3 separate regions of the Zea mays genome follow, and all the other regions are linked to region 2. Evidence: chromatin contacts called from public Hi-C data. All regions are on one chromosome and are shown on one strand. Each heading gives the region's core, a stretch centred on a gene start, on an enhancer-like site or on the middle of the called end of the contact. The rest is flanking DNA. Distances are from core to core; before and after follow the strand shown.

Region 1 (3,623 bases), core at 85-2,584, 370 kb after region 2:
AGGCCTGGGCCGGTAAATGGGCCACGACTGCGGCTCCGTGGCGTTGCGCTGCCGCTGCTGGTCGGGACGCGCGTCCACCGGCTCGGCTTTCACCTCCGCTGCGCAGACGCCGGCGTGGTGGTCGCTCTCGTCCCGCATTCGTTTCCGCCCGATGGAGACGCCGAACAGCCTAGCGCCCGCCTTTTCGTCATCCTCGTGATCCGTTCCGGCTGCAGCGGGCGCGGGGTCGGCGCGGCACGAGGGTAGGAGCTCCAGGATCGAAGGGAGCGGAGGCGCCGCGGCGGCATCCGACGACTCGCCGGTGCAGTTCCCGGCGGCCGCCTCCTTGGCGGCGTCCGGCTGCTGAGTGGCGGCGTACTTGGACATGAGGAGGAGGATGTTGTTGCAGAGCTTCTTCATCTGTCCGAGCTCGCGCGCCAGCCGCGCGTTCTCCCGCCGCAACCGCTCGTTCTCCTCGCCCACGTCGCCCGAGACCACCCCGCCGGAGCCCGACCCGGACGGCGCCGGCGGGTGCTGCTGCAGCGACGGGGGCTCCGGGGACGAGCTTGACAGCACCTGCTCCTCGCCGGAGTACACCGGAGAGCCCACGGGCAGCGCCATCGGGATGGCCGCAGCGGCGGCGGCCACCGTGACCGCCCCCGTGGCCGGCGACACCTTCCGGCGGTGTATGTCGCAGAGCAGCCGCTTCTCCCCTCGGCGGAAGCAGTCGTTCGCGAACTCCCACCTGTCCGGCACGATCTTCCTGAACCCCTGCACCCGTGGGATTGGGATACCCCGGATGACAACAAACAGTGAGCGCCACGCGGATAGAGTGATAGACACACTCATACACAGCACGGAAAGAGAGTAAGAGACCGAGACGAAACGATGGATGCAACGGGACGGGGCGCTCACGTAGGTGTTGAGCTGGCGCACGAAGCTGGAGAAGTTGTTGTGCTTGAAGTACTTGGGCAACAGATCGCGCGCGAACTCCGCCGGGCGCCACACGATGAAGGCAGACCCGTCGTCGTTCCACGAGATGATGTCGTCCACCGCCGGGTCGTCCACCAGCTGGTACGTCTTGCTGAGGAACGGCGTGGGCACGGACCTCTGGCCCGCCGCCGCCGTCACGCCCTCCGCCGGCTGCGACGTGGCGGGAGGCGGCTCACCCACCGCGGCGGTGGCATGCTCGGCGGCCATGGCGCCGGTGAACGCGCGGATCTGGCTGGCGGGCACCGTGGGCGCGAGGAGAGAGAGAGAGAGAGAGGAAAGGAAGGAAGGATGGAAGGTGGTGGGTTCTAGAAGTTACCGGTCCCGTAGCGTGTAGAGAAACCAGGGCGGTTAGGATTACGAGCAGGGGCGCGCAGGAGCAGGAGGAGGAGGAGGGAGGCGCTAATATGGCGAGGGCGACCCGCCTCGCCAGCCACTCGTGCCGGCTGCCGGGCAAGACCGACCGGGCGCGGAAGCCAAGTCGCCCGCGTCGCGGGTGGGGTGGGGTGGGGCGACGAAACTGCGAGAAGGTTTCGTTGTTTTTGCCCCCCTGTTCGTTGTTCTGGAAGCTTCAAGCCCAGCGGAGGAATCTTGGGTCGGGTCACGTCTCGTTCGGGCGCCGGTGGGGCCCCCTGGCCATTTTATAAAATCGGAAATTTGTTGGCGCTACCATGGCCAGCGACAGAAACCTTTGCTTGATGCAGTCGTGTAGGATTTGTTTCTGTGGGGACACAGGGATGGTCTGGTGGCTTCCGTACATTAATGGTGCAAGTTAATTTAAGCAAGCGTGACAGCTTTTGTGACTAGTCTACAGACGAAGGAGCGTAGATATTTTTTTTTCTACGACCGACTTTAGATTAAGAAGATTTCTTTCGTCCAAAGCACAGCCTTTTGAGTTGCCGAGTCTGAGATATTTTGCTGATCCTGATCCCCCGACTGCACTAGTAGTCCTGATACGGATAGGTGCTTGGTGGATGGCGCTACACACACGACAGCTGGTCCTTGCTTGGCGGCTTGGCGATGCTGCACTGTTTCCCGTACGGTATAGGGGCGTCCATGTGATTCATGGATGAATTTTGGAACTTTAGGTACTGTGTACACTTGAAAGCCTATGACCGTCCTCCACGGTGCACGACCCCTGTAGTTAAGGATGTAAATGGTCGAAAAAATTCGGTACCGTTTACCGAATTTTTTCGACCATTTTCAGATTTTCGGGATGTACGGAAAACGGGACGGAAACATGATATATTATTACGAAAACGGTACGGTAAACGGTGAGACATATTTACCGTCAATTTTTCGGATTTCTCAGGAAAATCCAGTATTTTCCCGTATTTTAACCGTATTTTCCCGATCCACAAAACAACCAAGGAGGCAAGAACTATACCTCTTAGGGTTTAGGGATTAGGGTTTCAGATGTCATAGAAGATATATCAAGTGATCTAGACGACATGCCACATGATTTCTAGTTTATGTATCATGTGTTTAAGACTTATATACTACGTGGTTAAAACTTCAGTGAACATATATGATTATTTATGTGTGGTCATGACTATGTATTGTGTATTTGTGTTGGTTGAGACTTGTATGTGGATGTGAATAAACAATCGTGTTTTAAGATTTATGTATCGTGTGTTTTAAGACTTATGTGTTGTGTGTTTTAAAACTTCAGTGGATATGTATGCGTGTATGACCAATTATATGTGGACAAGATTGTGTTTTGTGTACTTTTATGAATGAGACTTGTATGTGGATGTGAATGAACAACTGTGTGGTTAGGATTTGTTTATTGTGAGCTTTTCCGATTACAGTTACCGTTTTCGATATACCGGAATTTACCGGTCGTTATCCGTTTTCGACTTTCCCGTTTACCAATTTCGACCGAACAAAAAATTATACGAATGAAAACGGTCAGAGCTTTTTCCGACAATTACCGACTGTTTTCACCCTTACCTGTAGTAGCGTATGTGAAACGTGGAAGAGTTAGAAGCCACGAACCTTAAACCCTAAGTCTTCACAATACGATTATATTTAAACTTGTTAGAAGAATTTTTTAAGATAATACTGTAACATATATCTTTTTATTTACTTGTTTCTTGGTATGGATATTTTTAGATGTGACTTGAGTGTATATATTAGTACCATTTTTATATAACAATAGTTTAAAAGACCTCTATTTTAAATTTTCCCTAGCCCCCCTAAAACCTCTGGACCGCCGTTGCGCCCACAGCGTTTCACGCTACACCAGCTATACTGCAAACGAATTGTACAGTGTTGCGTCGGATGTGGGGGTGTAGCAGTCGACCCCTTCCTAGATATTCCGTACACGGTGGTGTTTATTAGTTGAGGAAAATAGTAATGGATGATGAATACTTATAAAAATAATATTTTATAGTTACAGTGTGGTATAAGGGAGAAATTTAGGTGGAATTGCTGTAGAGAGTGGAAATATAGAGGGAGAGAGATTGATGACGTGGCAAGATAATGGGATATAGGGGGACAAATATAGATAAGACCGTTGAAGAGAGTCTCTTGTTGGAAATCCTATAGGTTTGCGTATTACAATTACCGCTGATACTCAGAGGACATGATCTATTACGATCTAAATATTTCGTCATAATTCATTTAAATCTTTAATTATTTTTTGTTAAAAA
Region 2 (3,946 bases), core at 593-3,092:
CTCACTTGTAATTGAGGCAAGAGACACCAAACTTGTGGTGGTCCTTGTGGGAACTTTGTGTTCCAAGTGATTGAGAAGAGAAAGCTCACTCGGTCCGTGGGATCGTTTGAGACAGGGAAGGGTTGAAAGAGACCCGGCCTTTGTGGCCTCCTCAACGGGGAGTAGGTTTGCAAGAACCGAACCTCGGTAAAACAAATCCACGTGTCACACTCTTCATTCGCTTGCGATTTGTTTTTCCACCCTCTCTCGCGGACTCGTTTCTTTATTACTAACGCTAACCCGGCTTGTAGTTGTGTTTATATTTGTAAATTTCAGTTTCGCCCTATTCACCCCCCCTCTAGGCGACTATCAGTTCTCCACATGTAGATGAGTGTTATCGTCATAGATATGATGTTTGTCATCAATCTTTGTTTCTAAACATCCTATTAGTTATTATTTTTTGCAGGTGCTTCTCCCCAAGAATCCATTTGCTCCAACATTACATTTTAAAACACCCATTGAAGCTCAATGTCCGCCTAAGTCCATATATGCAATTCATGATAGCAAGTTCTTCTGTTTATTGGCAACACCCTAGTGGAATGTCGCCTCCATGGCCACCGCAGAGCGGTGGTGACCGAAGAGATAGCGGCAGAGGCGTCCCTCGTGGGCTCTACTCCTATCTTGAGGTATGAAGTCTTTATCTTATGAGATGAGATAAGAGCCTGTGTTATTGTTCCAGTATAAGGTTTATAACGACATTGGTTGTACCATCTGTTTTTGCGGTAACTTATTTTTTTTATCATGCAATGCATGTGACTTGAAACTTTATGTTAGCCTTGTGTTGCTTTCTGCCTTAATGCACCTGTAGCAGTGTACTGATGACATTCTTGTGGACTCTAAAGTTTTGTTCGTCTAGAATGGTAATTTTGTTGTCATTCATCTTAGTGCAACTGACGCTAGATTTAGAATGGTAATTTTGTTGTCATTCATCTTAGTGCAAGTGACGCTAGAGTACATCTAGCATCTGTTTCTAATTTACAGGTTTCTATATTTTTGGAAAAAGGTTAAACGTCTGGCATAGAGTATATTGCTACTTAACAATAACATTCAAATGTTGTTGTATGGCACCAACGCTTCATGGTAACATATAGTATATTGCTACTTAAAATGATTGTCATAACATCCATTTAAATGATATATAGAAACCATAACAACGCACGAACACCTAACTATCATATATAGAAGTCTGCATAGTATTTATGGTTGCAATGTAATGGTCTTTTACAACACATGTACACCCGCCTAGTATATCATATATATATATATATATATATATATATATATATATATATATATATATATATATCCCATGAATCATGTTGAAAACAAGCAAATCCCACCTATTTACCATAAAAACAAATCCAATTTGCAACCAGAAATTGAGGCCCCACGAGGGCGATTGTAAAATCGCAGTCCACCCGATCACGGAGCAAGTCAAGACCCCATGTGGAGAGTGGGAGGAAGCGTAGTCCACGGTCCACGTCCATACCAGATGGTCCGACCCAAATTAAGTAGCCCCACTAATTGCGGCGCCAACAATCATCGACGACCGAACCCCACAGCCAAATTTCCCGGAATACCCTTCGGCCGGACTCGATACGCATCAGGCGTGAGCGATGTGAAGGGAATAAATAAGCGCTGGAAAGGAGGGACTGATTGGAGATTTCCACCAATAGGATCACGCGTCACGTAACCCCCGCGTAGGGCCACACATGCACACGCGAATGGCGAACCCACCACCGATTAAGCCCTCCAGAAGGAAAATTAAACCAGGAAATTATCGATTGCTTCTGTCAGTGTGTGCGTGTTTTGTTTCTAGTGATAGCTTTGCTCTTGCTCGCTCTCCTCGCCTGGGCGACTGGACTCCGTGTGCGCCTCCTCCTTCATCCACTGCGCCATCTCCTCCAGCTGCAGCAGGCCGGCGCGGCGTTGCCTCCGCTTGCTCCCCCCTCGCGCTCGCCGCCGGCATTCCGGCAGTTCCAGCTCCGGACGTTCCAGAGTGTAGCGCCGCGATGGGTGACCCGAGCGCCTCCGCCGACCCCGCCGCCGCGCGCCACCACCTCTCGCCACAGCTCGCGGGGCAGCCGCCGGTGCCGCGCTCGCCGGCCCCGCTCGACCTGGCCTCCGCCGCCGCGGCGTCCGGGCACCGCCGCCTCTCGCCGTCGCTCCGGCCGCCGGCGCACCCGCAGGCGCGCCTCCCGTCGCCCTACGGCCAGATCTCTTCGCCAGGCGCCGCCGCGCACCACGCGCTCTCGCTCTCCCAGCCGCTCTTCTTCTCGCTCGACTCGCTCCCGCCGCCGCCGCCGCCGTACGCTGATCTGGGCGCCGCGCCCGCCGTGCCGGCGCCCTCCCCGCCGCCGTCGACCTCGGACCCGCCGCCGCCGCTCGGCCTGCCGCCCAGGAGGTCCGGCCACCGCCGCTCGCAGAGCGACATCCCCTTCGGCCTCGCGCAGCTCAGCCCGCCGCTGCCCCCGCCGGCACCGGTCAAGCGCGAGGTCGCCACTGCGGCCGAGGGCGGCGACGGCGATGACGCCGCCTTCTTCGACCTCGTCAACGCCTACATGGACCTGGACGGTCTGGACCCGCTCAACTCCTCTGAGGACCGCCACGACGACCGCGACAGCCGCGCCAGCGGCACCACGCGCGCCGGGAGCGCGGCGGAGAGCAGCGAGAACGAGGCGGAGAGCCAGTCCACGTCGGCGGACAGGAAGGACGGGGGCAAGTCCCGCCATTGTCGCAGCCTGTCCATGGACAGCTTCATGGGCAAGCTCAACTTCGCCGCAGGGGATGAGTCTCCAAAGCTGCCGCTGCCGTCTCCTCGTGCCAGTGGCAGCCTCACTAGGAGCGGGAGCGGCTCACTGGAAGGTGGTGCTGTCGCGCTGTTTGACATGGAGTTCTCCAATGGAGAGTTTACTGAGTCCGAGAAGAAGAAAATCATGGCGAATGAGCGGCTTGCTGAGATAGCTTTGACGGATCCTAAGAGGGTCAAGAGGTGTGCATTTCTTCATATACTGGGTAAATTTCTCTCATTTCCTGAAATTGGGCATTCTGACTCGTGGGATTTTTTTTCAGGATTCTGGCAAATCGGCAGTCAGCAGCAAGGTCAAAGGAGCGCAAGATGAGGTACATTCAGGAGCTTGAGCATAAGGTGCAAGTGCTGCAGACAGAGGCTACGACACTCTCAGCACAGTTGACAATGCTGCAGGTTTGTTCTCTAGAGCTGCTGGGGATTTCGATTCAACCTCTAATGTGATGTTTTTAAGTTGACCTTGCTGTGCTTGTTTGCAGAGGGACTCAGCTGGACTGGCTACTCAGAACAACGAGTTGAAAATTAGGCTGCAAGCCATGGAGCAACAAGCACAGCTGAGAGATGGTAAGCTTGTTGTGATACTCATCTGCATTGGCCCCATGTTTCCTAGTGGCAATGGATAAAAGCAAGAATTTCTTGCTTCAAAAGCTAACAAATGACTAATGTACCTTGCTTTGGTCATTCGGTTGGATTTCCAAAATTCAGTTGCCAAGTTGCTCATAGAAGTTCCTTATGCATGGATTGCTTGCTGTTGTAAATCTTGTGACAGTATTTTTGTTTTGTTTTGTGGTTGACGCATCTCGTTCTTCAGATTAATGTTAGTATAGAGTATAGCCATTTGGAGTTTTTCCATGTGGGATATAATAAACTTCTGGGTTGAGTTTTGGTATTACTTAAGCTGCATACATAACAATGTACTTTGTACATCACAACCGGCTGCATATGCTAAGTTCTACAGCCTTTTTGTGCTGACACTACATCCAATCTAACATGAAAAAAAATCTGATTTGTTAACTCTTCGTTGATCATCAATTTTAGAGTTAAACTCATTACGAGACCTATGACACTGCTTCTGTTAATGCTAGTATGTGAAAATGG
Region 3 (3,426 bases), core at 671-3,170, 260 kb after region 2:
AGAGCCAGCCAGGCCAGGCCAGAGACGCGTGTGTTGAGAGCTTTGTTTGTTTGATTCATGTACACTATATATACACTGACTGATCGACTTTCTGCAACTACTATACATACACGTATTATGGACGGACGGTCATGGCCAAAAAAAAAAATCCTTCATCATCATCGGTACGGTTGCAACAAGGCCACACCACTTATTTGCAGACGACGACAGACACCATGGACGCACGCTTCTGTTGTGTTCACTACTACTAGCTAGCTACTGCAGTTGTTGCCCCTTTTTTAGTGGATGCATGGAGATCATGCACAATATACTTAATAAAAAGGACATGAGGAAAAAAAAGAAAGAACGAAAGAACAAAAGGGACGGGAAAGCAAAGAATGGCGATTGACAAACATGCACACCATGGCCAAGGTACCGGCCCAGCCGAGCCGAGCCGATGGACAAGCACACATGTGGCGGGAGGAGAGGGGGCCAGGGGCCCACGGCCCAGACAGGCAGGCTGGCGCCTGGAGCCCTCTAGAAGAGCTCCCACTCCAACCGCGGGGACGGCGTGGTGGTGCTCGTCACTGGGGCCGCCGCCGACGTCGACGGCGGCACCGACGACAGGAGGTCGAACGAGTCCCAGCTCGCCGCCGTCTGGGTCTGCGGCGCCGGCGCCGTCGCCGTGGTGGGCGCCGGCGGCTGGAACTGCCGCCGCTGCTGGTTCTGCGGGCGCGGCGGGAGGTGCGCTGGCCGCCGTGTCCTGTTGCTGCTGGGCGCCGCCGCCTTGTTCTTGGCGCGGATGGCGTCCAGCGTCTCCACGTGCCTCTGCACACGCCTCTCCTGCGCCCGCCGCTGCGCCTTGGCGTCCCCGTCGGCGGCGATGGAGTCCAGCTCCACCAGCTCGCGCATCAGCGCCTCCGTCAGCGTCGCCACGTCCGCGTCCACGACCTTGCCGCCCTTGCTCGCGACCGTCTCCAGCGCCGACACCTGCCGATCGAGAGACAGACCAGACAGAGTGACCAACCGACCCATCAGCCAACGCGGCCTGCTGGTCGATCTGGTGGCGACGACGGACGGATGAACACGCACCTTGGTGGCGAGCTTGTCGACGTCGAGGGCGACGCGGGCGATGGCCTTGGCGGCGCGCTCGGCCTTGCTGGTCCGGCGCTCCTCCAGGAGGCGCTTGGCCTTGGCGGCGGGGTCCTCCAGCATCACCATCTTGGACCGGTCCTTGACGCCGGCCATGTCCAGGAACGCCTTGGAGTCCCTCTCCTTGTCCTTGTACACCACCTTCTGGTCGTCCGGGTGCAGGCCCGTCTTCTCCGACACCAGCTTCTTCAGCTCGCCTGCGTTCGTTCGTTCATGACATCACCCGCTCTCCATTCAGTATGTATCGCGTAGATAGATAGATAGATAGATAGATAGATAGATAGATAGTGGCGCCAGCGGCGGCGGCATTACCGAAGGATGCCTGGGAATTGATGTAGATCTCGTGGTAGACGCCGTTGAACTTGACCTTGACGCGGATGGTGGGCACAGGCGGCGGGTCCGCGTCGGGGCTCCGCTTCTGCACCAGCATCCCGCCGGGCCGGACCTCCCACACCTCCTCCTTGGGCACCGCGGCGGCCTCCTTCACCGGCGACAATGCCACCCTCTGCTTCCGGTTCCCGCTCATCATCATCTTGGAGCGACCCTCGATCGGGTACGTACGTACGTACGTGTCTCGAGCGGCGGCCGATCGACCGATCACCCCACCGAGCTCAGGAAAAACACTAGTAGAGGCAATGAATCAGCTGGTGGCAAGCTAGCTGCCTGCTGCTACGCCGGAACCGGAAAAAAATCGGTTCTTGGCCGGAAAACCAGGAGCGAATGCCGGTAAGCTTCGGTTGGAGAAACGAACGAAGAGGAAGGAAGATGGGAGGTCCAAGGAGGAGGAGAGGATACAACTAAGGGGCAGACCGGAGCTGCCCGCACCAGAATATTTATACTGGGGAAGCTAGCTAGCGAAGCAAGCTAGCCATCCACAGTTCGGGGCGCCTCCTCGCGATGAAATGCAATGCAATGGACCGGGTGTGGGGTGCTGTAGCTGTACTGTACTGCGGCGCCCGCACTGTACAACTGGACGCTGAAAAGAACTCCGATGGACTGACTGATCACTGACACTGATGGCGTTGTATTGCCGTCCAACCGGGTCCGGTGGCGGCGTGGCGCCGTGAGAAGGAGCAGAGCAGATCGACGACGCGGGGTGCCGCCGTGCCGGTGCGGCGTCCCCTGGCCCTCCCGGTCGACGCGCGCGTTGGGTGAGGTGGGTGGTTGCGACAGGTGCGCGCGTGGCCGGCCCCGGCCGTGGTTGGTGGCCTCGACCTGCAAGCCTTGCTCGGGACGCCGGGGTCGGTCTCGTCTCGTCTCCTCGCTCTCGTTGCCGGCCTTCGCCTCCAAGCAAGCTCCGAGCAGGACTGCCGGAGCCGGAACCCCAGCCGTCCGTCCGTCCGCCCGTTCCCTCCCCGAACCCGATCCAGGTCCCCGCTTCTCCTACTGCCCGGTTCCGCTTCAGGCTTTCTTTTTTCTTTTTACTTTTCTTTTGCCCTGCGGATGGGACGAGCTGCTTGCTTGCTTCGTGTGCACACCGGACCACTGCGTCGGTCAGCGTGTCCGTGCGTGCGTGCGTGCTGCACCCTTCACGTCGGTTGGGGTGTGCAGGCGGCTGCCACGGCGGGGCGGCAAGTGTCGGTTCCTGGTGAGCCGTGAGCGTATATATGATGGATTCATCCTCGTCATCGATCTGCAGTGCTCATCTATGCGTTTTTTTTTTTTTTGAATCATGGCTTGCAAACTACAACAGCTGGATTATCCATTCAATCATTACTACTCCGGCGGCCGGGTACGTCGTTGGAGCCCATGGATTAGCATCCCAACTCCCAAGTGCTCGATGCCGCTCTTGGATTCGGTGTCGCGTACGGGGCCCCACCTGCCAGTCTTTGGTCGCATCCAGAGTCCCCGTGAAGTGCAAAGGCCAAGGCCCCGGCCCCCGGGACGCCACGCCACCGACAGCGCGCGCGGGCGGGCGTGGGAATCCGTGGGAGCTAGCCTAGACGTCCACAGGATCGGATCGCATTGGCAGCGCGCGCGGACCTGATCGGAAAGAAAGGGACCGCGTAACCCACCCACGCCCTCTGACCCCGACCCCGACCCCGCCGGCGAGGTATGTGGTCGCGGTCCTCACCTCAGCCGCAGCACGGCGACACCGCACCCACCGGCCGTTCTCCGATCCCCGGCGCTGCGCTGAACAGAAGGCGGTGGGTGTCAGCTGTTCCTGACGCCCGAGTCGGACGAGACCGTACCGACGGCGGCTGTTTCGGTCGCTCTCGTCGACCGTCGGCGTCGCGTGCGGCCAAAGCAGGCCACGCACGCACGCACGCACACGGACAAAACAACCAACTTGTC

Evidence for each region. Hi-C and Micro-C count contacts between places; a contact is called where the count stands out from the background.
Region 1: a Hi-C map of endosperm shows a contact between it and region 2, with 2.9 times the contacts expected there. The contact joins the promoter of LOC100283530 here to the promoter of LOC100384258 in region 2. A contact is called at or near these places in 2 of 25 Hi-C or Micro-C datasets (bundle sheath and endosperm).
Region 3: a contact with region 2 is called in a Hi-C map of leaf, with 2.8 times the contacts expected there. The contact joins the promoter of LOC100284440 here to the promoter of LOC100384258 in region 2. A contact is called at or near these places in 3 of 25 Hi-C or Micro-C datasets (bundle sheath, leaf and tassel).

What each region holds. Positions count from the first base shown.
Region 1 is chr4:201,250,854-201,254,476 of Zm-B73-REFERENCE-NAM-5.0, forward strand. It overlaps LOC100283530, which reads right to left and starts at 1,335. Exons shown (of 2, transcript NM_001371946.1): 1 at 895-1,335; 2 at 1-750. The coding sequence starts at 1,179.
Region 2 is chr4:200,879,478-200,883,423 of Zm-B73-REFERENCE-NAM-5.0, forward strand. LOC100384258 reads left to right here and starts at 1,843. Exons shown (of 4, transcript NM_001176824.1): 1 at 1,843-3,031; 2 at 3,112-3,244; 3 at 3,328-3,412. The coding sequence starts at 2,052.
Region 3 is chr4:201,140,605-201,144,030 of Zm-B73-REFERENCE-NAM-5.0, forward strand. LOC100284440 (protein binding protein) reads right to left here and starts at 1,921. Exons shown (of 3, transcript NM_001157335.2): 1 at 1,444-1,921; 2 at 1,072-1,328; 3 at 133-969. The coding sequence starts at 1,663. The coding sequence ends at 517.